Regions from separate parts of the Mus musculus genome. Here region 2 is linked to region 1. Evidence: chromatin contacts called from public HiChIP or PLAC-seq data. All regions are on one chromosome and are shown on one strand. The core of a region is the stretch at or near the end of the contact, and the rest is flanking DNA. Distances in the headings are between cores, read along the strand shown.

Region 1 (7,078 bases), core at 1,364-3,863:
AATGACTGGTACCTGTGTCCTCTGCTAAAGTCTGGGTCCTTCCTAGAGAATCCTTGGAGACTCCTACGGGAATCATTAATCCGGAGTCTCTGTTGCAGCCTTTTGCCTGGAGCTAGTGTGCTTCTGAAAGGCTGGCACTAATATCCCTTCCCTCATCACTCCTTGGCTGGTCCCCACCAAGCCGCCCCCCCCCCCCCCACACACACACACACATCACAGAGCGTGATTCATAGTGAGGAACTGGCAAGAACCGGACTTGATCTCAGTCTGCTGAGTTGGTGTTCCGCCTTGCCACCAGGCATTCTTCTTGGCTATAGCTCCTGAGGAGAAAAATCAGGCGAAATCAGGTAAAGTGCCATTTTGTATGTGTGGACTATAAACTTAATTTGGGTCCAACTTAATTTTGCTTTTTCTGATCCTTTTTGTTTCTTTCCAACTAACAAGCAGAACCAACTTATCCGGCAGTCACGGCAAATAAAATATTGAGAGTCCACAGCATTTTTATATTTTACTTTTAACTTTGCTTAAAGTCAGAGAAATTATAACAATAGGTATATAAAAAACTTACCTAGTGTACTGATTATCACTGAATTGTAGATATAAAACCAGCTAAGTTAGGCTGGAGGGATGGGTGGCTCTGTGGTTAAGGGCACTTGCAGGTCTTGCAGAGGACCCAGTTTGTCCCTGTCATCCAAGTAGGGTGGCTCACAGCTGCCTGTAACTCTACTTCCAGGAGCTCAGACCCATGATTTCCATGGACATCTACACAGTCATGTATGTATATATCCACACGCATACGTATAATGAAAATTAATAAAAAATAAATATTTTAAAAATAGATAACTTGAAAGTTTCATGCATATTTAATTGGCTGAACGTTAGTTTAGCTCAGATTATTGTCAGTCCAAAGAAACCTAGGGACAAATGGCTACCTGCGGTGCCTATTAGCATACCAAACCGAATGCTGGCCTCTAGGTTCCCTTGGCATTGCAAGTACCTGTTAGAAAGTCTGCTGGCCGGCATCCCAGCTCCTCTCAGCTCCTCTCACCCTGCCCCCCCCCCCAAAAAAAAAACCTCTCCAGCTCATGAGCTTCATTTCCCTTCCCTGGCTTCCCATTCCTGTTATAACTGTTGTTTTGACCATTTGCCCTGTGTTCTCTAGATTCTCTCTCTCTCTCTCTCTCTCTCTCTCTCTCTCTCTCTCTCTCTCTCTGTCCTCTTGGCTCTCTCCTAGTCTTCTCTCTCTAGCCTCTCTCTCTTTTCTCTTCCTCTCTCACACTCTTGCCCGTGTCACGTTCTCAGTTTAGTATATAATTATATTCACCTATATATGAACGTAGCCATAAAAATACATCTCCTCCTCCTCCTCCTCCTCCTCCTCCTCCTCCTCTTTCCTCCTCCTCCTCCTCCTCCTCCTCCTCCTCCTCCTCCTCCTCCTCCTCCTCCTCCTCCTCCTCCTCCTCCTCCTCCTCTTCTTCTTCTTCTTCTTCTTCTTCTTCTTCTTCTTCTTCTTCTTCTTCTTCTTCTCTTCTTCTTGTGTTAGTGAACCAAGTCATAAGGCTTGTTTGCAGCTGCAAGGCCTGATTATGAAGGTTACATATTCTGAACTAGATTCCTTCCCCTTGTCAGCTCGTGGCAGCTATAGCAACTGTTCAGGGGAGATTCTGAGGACAGTAGTCCTAAGAGATTTCTTTTGGTATCTGCAGGGCAGGCCCCACCTCATTTAGCATAGTGAAGCAAGACATTTTTGGAGGCTGTCAGTTTGACCTAAAAGGCATCTCTGATCACTTTCTTTATTAAAGAGGTTCTCTGTGTGTGTTTTGTTTGTTTGTTTGTTTGGTTGGTTGGTTGGTTTTTGGTTTTGTTTTGTTCTACTTTTGAGATAGGGTTTCTCTGTGTAGCTTTGGCTGTCCAGGAACTTGCTCTGTAGACCAAGCTGGCCTCAAACTTAGAGATCTGCCTGTCTCTGCCTCCAGAGTACTGGGATTAAAAACATGTGCCACCACTGCCTGGCTTTCTCTTGTGTGTGTGTGTTTTTAAAGGTTTAGTGTGTGTGTGTGTGTGTGTGTGTGTGTGTGCATACTACACACATGGGTGGCTATGGAAGCCAAATAAGGGTGTAGGATTCTCTGGAGCTACACCCCCCAGAGTCACAGATGGTTGTGAGCTGCCCAACATGGAACTTGAGTCTGGGAATAGGTCTCAGGTCCTCTGGAGGTGCTCTTAACCATTGAGCCCTATCCAGCCTTAATTCCTTCCTTTGTACTACCCAAACAGCCTTCTAGTAGGTCTTCCTGACTTGGGTTTTGCTTCAAACCAGAATGAAGCTTGTAACAAATATCTCTGTAGAATAAGATTGCTCAGTGGCTTTCAACATTGACATAATCTCAGGAAACTTGATGGAAATCCTACTTTTAATTCAGGGCGATGTTTTATAAAGTAGTCAGATTTTTCTTTAGTTTAGTCTGGAATTTCACTAATGTCTCGCTGAAACAAACTGATTCTTCCTCCAGATGCAGAGTTCTTTCACCCAGGATCCCTGAGGGCAGAGATCCCAGGTGACCTTGGGATGAGAAAGGCTGTGGAGAATGTCTGGAATCTCTCAGCAAGACTTGCCTGACCATGCTAGCTAGGCAGGTGACGTCACTTCAGCCAAAGAGGAATTACTGTCTAGCAGAGTGCAGGAGAGGGGGCTGGGGAAGATGAAGACACATCACATTAAAATTCAATGCAAAGTGAAATGCTTGTCGCAAGCAAGGGAGAATGACTCAGCAAGCGACCTGTTTCCAGAAGTGTAGTCGCTGCTTTCTGCAGTAATTCTATTAAACAGAGAAGCAGAGTCTCATCATCTATTTGAAGTAATTCCCTGACTCGCCAGATGGCAAATAAACAGCAAATACGTTGTCTAGAGTAATTTTTTCAGTTGTAAAGTGAGAGGTCTGTTTAGGGTCACAGATGCTTGGCACGATTGGTCATTGGCAGAGCATTGGCTCTTGGCAGAGTGAGAGATGTTTTGGTTTTCCAGTCCAGCTCTGCTTCTTTGTTTATGGTTATAATGCATAATTACCCCTTCTCCTGTTAGCAGTCATGCTAACATGTGCGTGCAAATACACACACACACACACACACACACACACACACACACTTACCAAGTCTCTTGAGAAATAAACACATACATGCATGCATTTATTCCATTTTCTCTGAATGTGTGCACTAAATACCTATGCTGCTATTTTTTTTTTAAACATCGGGACTCTAACAACGTAAGTATTGAATTCTGTAGGAGTTTTAGGAGGTGTAGGTAGTCATGCAACCAATCTTGTCTTGTAGTGTAACTTTAGCCACACATTCAGTAACAGAATCAGAAATATGCCACTGGGCCGATCAGTGGTGGCACACACCTGTAATCCTAGCACTTGGGAGGCAGAGGCAGGCAGATTTCTGAGTTTGAGGCCAGCCTGGTCTAGAGAGTAAGTTCCAGGACAGCCAGGGCTACACAGAGAAACCCTGTCTCAAAAAAATAAAAAAACAAAAAAAACAAAAAAACAAAAAAACAAAAAACCAAAAGACAAAAAAACAAAAAAAAAAAAAGAAAAAAGAAAAATGTCACTGTCTTAGTTGAGGCTCCATACAAGGAAACCCCCAAGGCTAGGATTAACTGAAAGAAGATAGGGAGCATTCATAAGAGAAAGACCTTGTATCTATGAAAATCTTGACATAGCTTAGGCTTGGCTGAGTGTTGTTCATGGAGAAGATAACATACACTTACGTTATAGTTTGAATCTGAAATATCCCCCATAGCTTATGCTTAAATACTTCTTCCCCAGAAAATGAGGCTATCTTGGGATTGACTAGAGAACCTGTAGGAGGTAGAGCCTGGCTAGTGGAAGTCTCACTAGACATAGGTCGTGGGAGGTTGTATCTGGTCCACTTCCTGTCTTGCTCTCTGCTTCCAGATTCCCAGTGACGTGAATAGCTTCTACCACACACTCCTCCCTCCCTTAGTGGAGTTGCTCTGCTCTGCCTTCCTTGCTGAGTCTCCTCCATTACCATGAGCTAAAATAACTCCTCACCTTAAGTTCATTATAATGGCCAAAAGTAACCTGCAAGCCCCACCTGCCCAGCAACTTCCTGGAATGCTGGGAATTGTAGTTTTTGGAAAATAAGAATGGGATTATATGGTGACCTATAGGGTTGTCCTTATAATCCCTTGCAATATGTGGCTGGAGGTCATTCGCAACTAGGAAATTCCAGGCAATGGTCTGACCAAAGTCCATGTCTTTATCAGTATTTAATACTTAATAAAGCTTGCTTTAAATTGGCCCAAAATGGCATAATTAGTTTTTCTCCAGCAAAACTTAGGAATTAACAGGTCCTCCATCCTATTGGGTATCTATTGCAACAACACCAAAGTAACTAGTGAACTGTAGGACCCAAATTATACTACAGGGTTGCTTCTGCCTTGAGACATGAAAATTGTCCTCTGTAATTTCTAAACTGTCAGTCATAAGCTTAGAGATAGAAGCATCCCCTGCTCAGAGGTTCTCCTCAGTCAACTTCATAAGCTAAGGTCACAGGTTTAGGCTGCTAGCCACATCCTGGAAATGGTTGCAGGTGGTGGGAATAAGGGCAAGAGAAGGAAAGATGCACCAGCTTATAAAGGACTGGAGTGGAGCATCAAAGCATCCCCTGCTACACTGGTCCAACCCACGCTTACTTTGATACATGTAAGTCTGGAACTTTTCTCAGGGCCACTGGAAAAATAATCCCTTCTATTCATCGAGAACCTAGCAGGATACCTGCTGCCATATGCTGTATCCATACTGGGAAGAGCTAACTAAGAAAGCAAGACCAATGTAGGGACAGAGGCTCTGGGATATTGTTTGAACTTAAGAACCAGCTGAACATGTAGGCAAGTACATTACTTGGCTGGTGATGGCATCTAAACAGATATCTAAAATGAGAGCCATGGCAGAAACACTGGTGGAAGATGCTGGGAGCTCAGCAAGTTACAGGCAAAATTGAAGAAAAGGTTTTGTGTCTATGCCAGTTCTATTCATATAAATTCTTTGGGGGAAACTGCAGAATATTTCTTGGTGGCATATTCCCTGTTTTTCTACATCTCCTGGAACTATGCAACAGACATACTCATTGTCATCTCTTCCTAGGAGAGTCTGACCTTTCATGCACACCACATGATGCCACCTCCCATAATCACAGCCTGTCAGAGACAGCACAAGCCAATCTAAAAGCTACTAAATCTTTGGGTCACCCAAAACCCATAGTGGTGTCTGATGGGCATTTAAATAAAAAGTCACAGGTCATAGGCTGTAAGCAGTACAAATGCAAGCCAACACCATAGCCCATAGGAAGCTAAACTAATGTAGACAGCACCCTGTGTTGGTATTCTGTCTGGACAGTCCCTCACAGTTCCTGGCAGCTGCCAGGTATGCTCCACCCACAGTTGCCTGGCAACAGCCAGGTAGGCCTGGCCCACTATAAAAGGGGCTACTTGCCCCCTCCTTTCTCTCTTGCCTCTCTTACTCTCATACTCTTGCTTCCTACTTGTCCCCCTCTCTCCATTCCCTTCCCCCCTCTCCACAGGGTCATGGCCAGCCTCTACTTCTCTCCTCTCTCCTTCTCTCTGCCTTTCTCTGCCTCTACTACTCTCTTAACTCCCCTCCCGTGCCATGCCCTGAATAAACCCTATTCTATGATATACCATTGTGGCTGGTTTCTCAGGGGGAAGGGATGCCTTGGCATGGGCCCACCGAGACATCCCCTTCCCCTACACACCTTAGAACATATATTAATAACTCTTTCTCTTTTTATGATCACCACACCCTGGGAAGGCAGACCGTATAGATCTGGAGAAACAGGTTAATGATACAAATGCAGAAACAAGCAGAGTCCAAGAAACGCAACTGAGACGAGAACTGGAGAAATAGCTTAGCTTCGCACCTTGAATTTAAGCATCAAATATGAGACAGGGTCTCGTTGAGTATTCTGTGAGCGGCTGTGGACTTCATGAGCTACTGCCTCAGCCTCTCAAGTGCTGGGATTGCACTCACTTCACACCTTGAGTTTGTAGCTTCAATCCTGTATCTCTGGCTTGACCTCATTTTCTGCTTTCAGGTGCTTTATCTTAGACGTCATCCACGGACCTCATATAATCCTTTACAAATGCTAGTTTAAGTGGCCTTGTGTCCAAACCTGTCTAGTCTGACCTATGAGACTTGGTGCCTGCTCCACCTGTGTGACCCTTAAAATGGATGTAAACTATGCTAAACATAATATACTGACTTACTGTACCAGGTCTTCACTCCTATCTGCACATATACCCTGTGCCACGTGACTTGCAGTTCTCAGTTCTTCTTGGTGGAGACAGGAAGTATTTCTTCTGTGGACTCAGCCACCTGACCGTTTTCTTTTTTGGCTAAAGGATATCAGAAGATATCATGTCAACAAAAGCTTAAACCACACTGATGTTGTTGGGCGTGCCCTCCTGGAGTCCTAACATGCTATGAAAAGATGTCCCCATCGGTAGCTACTGTCCCATCAGCCTGAGCCCTGGAACACATATATACATATGGAGCACATCTGAGCTCTGCTTTTAATGAGGAGCCAAGCACAGGTAAACCAACAGCTTGAAGCAGAACTAGCCAGCCAAATCTAGCCTGCATCAGCCAATTCGTAGACAACGCAAGCAAAAACAAATGAGTTTGAGCTAATTTACCATGCAAAATTATGTTGACTGACAATTCCTGGAGCATTCCAATTTAGCAGTGTGATTTCATGACTCTTGCATTTGTTAAAGCTCAGGTCCTAGAAACCTGAGTGATGGGGCACAGCTTTGTGAATCTGGTCTTGTAGTGTCCCTGTTCTCATAAGTCTATGCTAGACACATGAACTTTGACTCTTCTCAGAATTGCTCTAAATCTCTTATTCTTCAAGCTTATGGTTCACCCCACCTGTGCCGGCCAACATCATGTCACTATAACAAACATGTGAGATAATCAACTCACAAGGAGGAAACGTTTGTTCCGGCTCACGGTTTTAGAGGTGTCGGTCCGTATTA
Region 2 (7,078 bases), core at 2,338-4,837, 470 kb after region 1:
TGAATATTGCCAGTTGACCTTAAGAAATATTGTATCAATTTATAACCCCATTAGCAGGACTATTAGAATGCTGACCCTGGAGTCTCTGCATGCCTGTAATACCAATATTCAGAGCCTGAGGAGGACCCAGGATTTGAGGTCAGCCCGGGTTACCAAATTAGACCCAGTCATCAAAAAAAGTCAACATACCTTAGGTTGCCAGATAAAATGCAGAATGCTGTTGAATCTCAATTTCAGATAAACAGTGAATACTAAACAGCCTGCACTGAAGATTGTCGGAGAAGATGAAAATCTACTTGGATGCCAAGAGGAAGCCAAGGAGACAGTGTGTCTAAATTAATGTGGTCTCCTGGAACAGAAAGAGGGTCTTAGAAGAAATTTAAATGTGAATGTCGATGTGAATATGAATCAGAAACACCTTTCTGGGCTCATGTTTTGAATACTTGTTTCCCAGATGGTCTGCCCATTTTGGGGGTCATTAAGGAACTGAGACCTAGCTGGTAGAAGCAGGGCATTCAATGTAAATTTTTGGATGTTAGACTCCGTCCCTTGTTCCTGAAGCCCTGTTTCCTGGCTTATGTGGTATGAACAGCCTGCATGTGGGGACCCCGTCTCCCCCACTAAGATGAACTGAAACCCTCTGAAACCATGAGTGAAATAAATCTTGTTTCTTTTTGGAACTGTGGTCACAGCTGTGTGAAAGTAACTCAGGCAAAAATATGGGTTTTAGTTATTGCTATCATAGTGATTCATTAAATGTGAGAAATATACCACATAGATAGATATATGATGCTAATTATAGTGTAGAATATACAACCTTCTCTGAAATAATGTTGTAAATCACAAACTACTTATTGTAAAATAGAGCATTTATTCAGATAACTGGCAGTTTTACACCCAGGCTGTATACATTGGCTGTCAAGTAATCACTTGCAAGACATTAACCGGATTTCCCCCTAAAATGGCTAATATATAAAAAGATCTTAGGTGGGCACTCTTTTTTTTTTTTTTTCCGAGACAGGGTTTCTCTGTATAGCCTGTCCTGGAACTCACTCTGTAGACCAGGCTGGCCTCAAACTCAGAAATCTGCCTGCTTCGGCCTCCCAAGTGCTGGGATTAAAGGTGTGTGCCACCACGCCCGGCTAGGTGGGCACTCTTAATGGGCTTGACCTTTATGTGATTTTCCCCCTAAATATTTAGGTTAAGCAATTCATTTTCTATAAACAATCCATTTGATTCCTGTTCAAGCGAGGCTCAAGCAGGCTAATAAAAGAAAGGGGTACAGTTCAAGTTGATGTGCTCGTTAGTGCCATAATCTATTACCAGTTGCAACCAATTCAGAAGCTGAAAAAAGAATGGATTTAACTCTGACTCACACAGACCATCAATAGAATTAATCTTAAATTGGGGTGTGCAACTCCCAAAGATTTTAAAAATCTAGTTACAGGGGGAAAAAAATGCCTGCAAGTAGTCTGTTTCCCAGGGTGACGACTCATCTATGCTGCCTGCCTGGATGTAAGCAGTCCTGGGCTTTTATCCTTCAAGTTTCTCCTTTGGAGGAGAGCAACCTGCGTGCAGTGGAAGAAGACCTAAGAGGAACCTGGAATAAAAATAGATCTGTATAACGGTTTTGTTTGGAAGTGACCTTAGAAAATAGCTATCATAAAGAGAAAATGGCAGATGGAGCCTTTAAAATGAGCTAATTTTAGAATACATATCGTTTCCCACGTGTGACTACTAAATACATCCTCCACAGCTTACTCTGCTGATATATAAAATTAAGAAGTTGGATTCTTACTGGTACTGTATGTTAGGCTTTACTAAAAGAAAAACAAAAAAACAGAATCTGTCTTCAAGTCGTAAGATTGTTTGTGTTTCCTTGATAACTTATGGGCCAGTCCCTAAAATTAGCATTTTGGTATACCATAAGCACACATATGTAAAAGGTTTGCACACCTCATAAGCTTCACTTTGTGAACGTGTACAGCGTTAGTATGTGCAAAAAATATCATGTCGGAAGAGCAGTTTCTATTTGTGCTACCCAAAAACGGGTTTGTATTTTGAGAGGGGAGAATCACGCTGTTAGGCTTTATTTATATCCAAGTGTCCTCAGCCTTCTGCAAAAAAGGCAAAAGCTTTGTGTGTGCGTGTGTGTGTTTTAATGCAGAACAACGAAGGACTCAGACACTTTCGGACTCTACAGAACCAGAGCATACATCGCGGGCTGTGTCCACGCACAAGGGCAGGCTCGCTGGGGACCTAGAGGAGTGGCTTTCAAACTTGTGGGCCAGCGCCTAGTCCACGGCCCGCCACGCGCTAGGTTCCGGGAGGAGGCCGGCGAGGCCGGGGCTGGGCTGCCATCCTCCCACTGGGGTCAACTCCGGTCCCCGAACACCCTCCCCCCACCTCCGCCCCACGGCGCGACGCGGGCAGCCCACGCGAGGGGAGACCGTGCCCGCTACCCCAATTCACCACAACCCACACGCCTGGGAGACCGGATTGGAGAGCACGTGGGGGAGGGGCGGAGAGCGCGTCCGGCTCGAAACCGAGCATGCTCCGTGCACGGAACCGTAAGTGGCGAGCCAGACATGCGCAGTGAGCTCGGGGTGTGCTGGCGGCGGGGCAGGGCGGGGCTGGCGTGAGCGGGCTAATGTGTTTATCCGGTTTTCTGGGTGGGCGGTCAAAGCGCACGCGTAAGGGCGAAAGGCGGTAGGGTCGGGGTGGGTGTGTTGGGGGGGTTTGTGCATGCGCAGTGAAGCCGGCAGCGCGGGGAGGGTGTGGAGGGGGCTTTTAGAGGAGAAGCAGGGGAAAAGGGAAGCGGAGGGAGAGGAAGGGCGGGGGGTGGGGGTGGGGAGGGGGGGTGAGAGCGCGCTGTGCGCATGCGTACAAGGGCTAGCGACGACGGCGGCGGGGGAGGCTCGGGGATGACAGTGTCTTTGCCCGTTGGGGTAACGGTCGTCGTTACCGGCCGGGCCTGAGGCGCCGCACCATCTACTGCGGCCGGAGTAGCCCCGGCCCAACGGAGCTAGAGCGGCGCGAGAAGAAGCGTGAGGGCGGCCAGGCGCGAGGGAGGGGCCTGCAGCGGGCCTGGTCGTGCGCGCTGGGTGGCGGCGGCGGCGGCCTGGCGGGGTGAGCTCGCTTAAACCGCGGCTGGGCAGGCAGGCGGCGGCGGCGGCGGCGGCGGCGGCGGCGCAGCACCGTGGCAGTCGCGCTTGGAGGAGTCGTCCGTGCCGTGCCGAAAAGATGGCCGGGCTGTGAGGGGGCGGCGCTTGCGCTGGTGACCCCAAGTGTGCGGCTGAGAAGCGGAGGGGCGCCGCCGTCGCCGCCTGCCTGCCTGCCTGCCTGCCTGCCTGCCGGGCCTGCTCCCCGCCCCCTCCCGCCGCCGGGCCCCGCGCGCACTTCCTCCCGGGCCTCCCTTTCGGGCGGGGGCCTCCCTCCCGCCCGCCTGCCGCGCCAGGCGCAGCGTGGGCCCCGCGTCCGGCATGGCGAGAACGGCAGCGGCGCGCTCCCGCCGCAGTAGCAGCAGCAGCAGTAGCAGCCACAGCAGCAACAGCAACCTCCGCCGCCGCGGCTGCTGGCACTAGACCCGGGAATCCGACGCCTGCGCCGTAGTCCCCACCGTCCCGCTGCCTCCGCGACGTCGCTGCGATGGAGTAAGGGCCCCGCCGTCGGAAGAGAAACGTGTGGACCGCTTGGACCCCACCGGGCCCGCTCCCGTGCGCGCCAGCTCCACCCGGAGGTGCCTCCGCGGCCGGACATGCTGCTCGAGCGCAGGCCGCCCGCCGAGCCGCGGGGCTAGAGCGAACCCGGAGCCCGTCCGGAGCACCCAGCCGCGGCCGTGTCGGACGAACTCGATCGCTGATTTCGCTTGTCTCTCTTTGGTCTGCAAGTCTCAGGGACAGAGGAGGGGCGCCGAGGCCCCCATGTGTGGGAGGATTGCTTCAGCTTCACAAACTTGCACGGATTTTGGTTGCTGCTTTGGCCAGGGGTTCTGCTCAGATTTCTTCCGAATTGTTTTAAATTCGCCATTGTTCCCTGGCTGCTTACAAACTTGGATCCGGAATTTCTTTTCAACCGGGAGCCATTGGTGTCGAAGTGTCTGCAATGAACCCGGTGAATGCTACTGCTCTCTACATTTCCGCGAGCCGCCTAGTGCTCAACTACGACCCCGGAGACCCCAAGGCGTTTACAGAGATTAACAGGCTCTTGCCTTACTTCCGACAGTCCCTCTCGTGCTGTGTTTGCGGTGAGACGCTTCTTTATTGTTCCCCTTTCCCTGCTTGTTTTCTAAAGTTCCTTTGGCAGTAGTAACGTGAACGGTTGGCCGGCCGGTAGTTCGTCTTAAGGGGTGGTACTGTGCAGTAGTACACGGTCGTTAGTTTTGAAAGTCGCCCAGGGACTTTTGCCCGGCGTTTCAGAAAGGCCGAGAGCCTTTTTCAGCCACCTTTGTACGGAGGCTTTAACGTTCAAAATGGTTTTATTTCGCTTTGACACATCTTTCTGGTGTTTTATTTTTTTAAAATACATTTTAAAAAATTCTTCGACGGCTTCACACGTATAGCGGTGATGTCTTAAATGGGGTTGAAATGCCAGCGGCATGCTGCCTTCTTTTTAAAACCTCTGCTGCGGGAACTGATTGAATACCATTGTCATTAAATGTGGTCAAACATTGTTAAGAAATATGCACTGCACTCGTGTTTTGCAGAGGGTGGATGGTATAATCTTGATGCACCTCCAGCCAGAGACCTCAGTGCCCCAGGTTCTACAACAGATGGTTTGAAGGTTAGCACTGACCTAATGAAGCTGATGGTACTTTTTAGTTGGTGAGATCTTTTTACAGACTAGATTTTCTGTAGTTTTAATGTCAGGTGGCCTGGCAGAGTCGCATTGTTTATTTACTTGCTTATTTAAGACAGGTTCCTACTATGTAGCTTAGGCGGACTTCGAACTAGTGGTCTTAGTGTCTCAGTCTCTTGAATGCCGGTATTTCAGGCATGCACAGCCATGTCCCGTTTCAGAGGATTATTTTAAGATTTTTTTCAAAGGGTATTAGCCCCTGTCGGTTACAATACTTAATCAATCGTAAGAGATGAGTGAAAATATTGTCTAACTGGAAAGTGTTTAAAGGGTGATGACTCGTGTTAACTGGGCACAAATAGTATTTGACACTCAGAAAACCAGAACGATTATCCTCTGTCCCTCTTGAGATGGTATAAGTCCTCCGCCTATTAGAAAACGAGACGTTTAATAGAAATGAGAGCAACAAGGAAGTACTGATGATGTTCTCCACTTACTGTGTTGGAGGCTTTGTTAACCCAGACTCTCTGTTCAGTCACAATTTAGACATTGAGGCCCTTGAAGTGGAGATAGTAATGGCTGAGCCATAGAAATGGTATTCAGGATTCATCCATCATTTTTGTATAGCTCAGGGCCGGACTCTGAGGGGTGCCAAAAGGGTGGAGATTGGGTTTTTCCTGGTTAGGTACTTAATTTCGTAAGCGTTTAAGCAACCAAGTGATTAAGCACTTGCCTTGACGACTAACACACAGTACTTACAGGGAAGCAGTCGCTCAGAGCAGATGACTAAACCGCTGCCTTAGGCCTCAGCGTCTTGGTGTGTGAAGTGAGGGCTTTAGGGCTAGGTGCTGTTAGTTTGCTTTCAGTTTAGATAAAGCCAAGGGGAGTGGACTGAGAATTTGCTTGGTTTAATGGTATTCTCTCTTGCAGTCTCATTTTTAATTTTTTAGTGGCGCTGGTCATCAAAATCAGGGCCCTGCCTCTGAGTTCACTTACAGAGCGTGTAAGCTTGAGGCTCTGGTGTGGCCCAACTTCTCCCTGACATGCCTCCCCCTTTGTTTTTGAGGAGGATCAGTAGGTTTGTTGAAGTGGTAAAGTAGGGGACAGACAGGTCAGTAAGGTCATGGCCATATTATTCTGTAGACAGTTGTACTTAGTAAAGGCATTTTCAGCTAACACTTGAAAATATGTTAACCCTCTTTACCAGATGGGCAGGTCTTAGCTCTGCTAGAAAATGGTGATTGTGGACGGTGCTTGGAACTTGAAAACCTTTGCTTTTTGCATCGCTGAGTGGGCAGCCCAGGGCTTTCAAGGGCCAGATAAGCATCCTGCTCTACACTATATTCTATCTCTCTCTCTCTCTCTCTCTTTCTTTTATTTTTCCGAGACATGTCTCACTACATATACTAGGCTGACTTCAAACTGATGAAGATCCTGCCTCAGTCTTCTCAGTGCAAGGATTCTTGGTGTGTTCCACCACGCCAGGTGGGATTTTAAATTATTCAGAGATGGTTTAACTAAGCATGGCCTTAATAATTTAAACATGGATTTAAAAAAGACATTAAATATAAAGTCACATTAAAAAGATTACTTTTATGTGTTTGGCTGTTTTGTCTGTGTGTGTGTGTATACACTGTGTGTGCTGTGCCTGAGGAGGTCAGAAGAGAGTTGTATCCCCTGGGAATGGAGTTCCTATTATGAGCTGCCATGTAGGTGCTGGGAGTCAAGCCCTGGTCTCCTGAAGAACAGTTTGTGCTCTTAACTGCTGAACTATCTCATTGGCCCTGAAGTTCCACATAAGAAGCCTATTTAATACTCAAGTCTTGGCAACACAATTGATTTTATGACTGTTTAACTTAGTGATTATTCTCTTTGGCTCTTGTCTCCTTTCCTTTCATATTATGGAAAAGGTTTGTGGGTTTTACTTAAAATTGGGTGGCCTTTCATGACATTTTGATAATAAGAGATACTGGTCTAAGTTTTTCCCCCATACCCCACAAGCCCATGATTATGAAGAGAAGGAGAAATTATTTTTATTCAGCTCTAGCACTGCTTATTTTTGTGCCAGGTGCAATCCTATAATTTTTTTTAAGGTCAAAAACAAGCTCACTAATAATATTCATGTGCAGTTTTATTTCATGAAAATAATAAATATGTGAAAATTAAATTTAATTCTGTCCTGGTGCTGTAAATAGGATGTTGTATTTGTGGTCAATATTCCACAATAAAATAGATGTTTTTATTTTGTTTTTACCTTTTTAAGCATGTTATTTATATTTTT

The links. HiChIP or PLAC-seq counts read pairs in DNA pulled down with a chosen protein or histone mark.
Region 2: a contact with region 1 is called in an H3K4me3 HiChIP or PLAC-seq map of stem cell-derived neural progenitor cells, with 2.5 times the contacts expected there. The contact joins the promoter of Msl2 here to the enhancer-like site in region 1. A contact is called at or near these places in 12 of 39 promoter capture datasets (the 3T3-L1 cell line, 3T3-L1-derived adipocytes, cranial neural crest and 8 more), 1 of 484 Hi-C or Micro-C datasets (cortical neurons), 8 of 115 datasets of contacts at active chromatin or transcription factors (bone marrow-derived macrophages, embryonic hindbrain, embryonic stem cells and 4 more) and 1 of 9 other capture datasets (adipose tissue).

What each region holds. Positions count from the first base shown.
Region 1 is chr9:100,603,463-100,610,540 of GRCm38.p6, forward strand. It overlaps a transcript of Stag1 not described here. Among named protein-coding and RNA genes, the nearest start is that of Slc35g2, 36 kb to the left of the region's middle. Within about 2 kb of position 2,614, at least 102 of the 459 cell types and tissues checked have an H3K27ac peak or open chromatin away from gene starts, as enhancers often do. A contact at or near this core is called in embryonic stem cells, stem cell-derived epiblast-like cells, stem cell-derived neural progenitor cells and 1 more, where this site is marked.
Region 2 is chr9:101,071,175-101,078,252 of GRCm38.p6, forward strand. Msl2 (MSL complex subunit 2) reads left to right here and starts at 3,588. Exons shown (of 2, transcript NM_001100451.2): 1 at 3,588-4,246. The coding sequence starts at 4,105. It also overlaps the pseudogene Gm46140.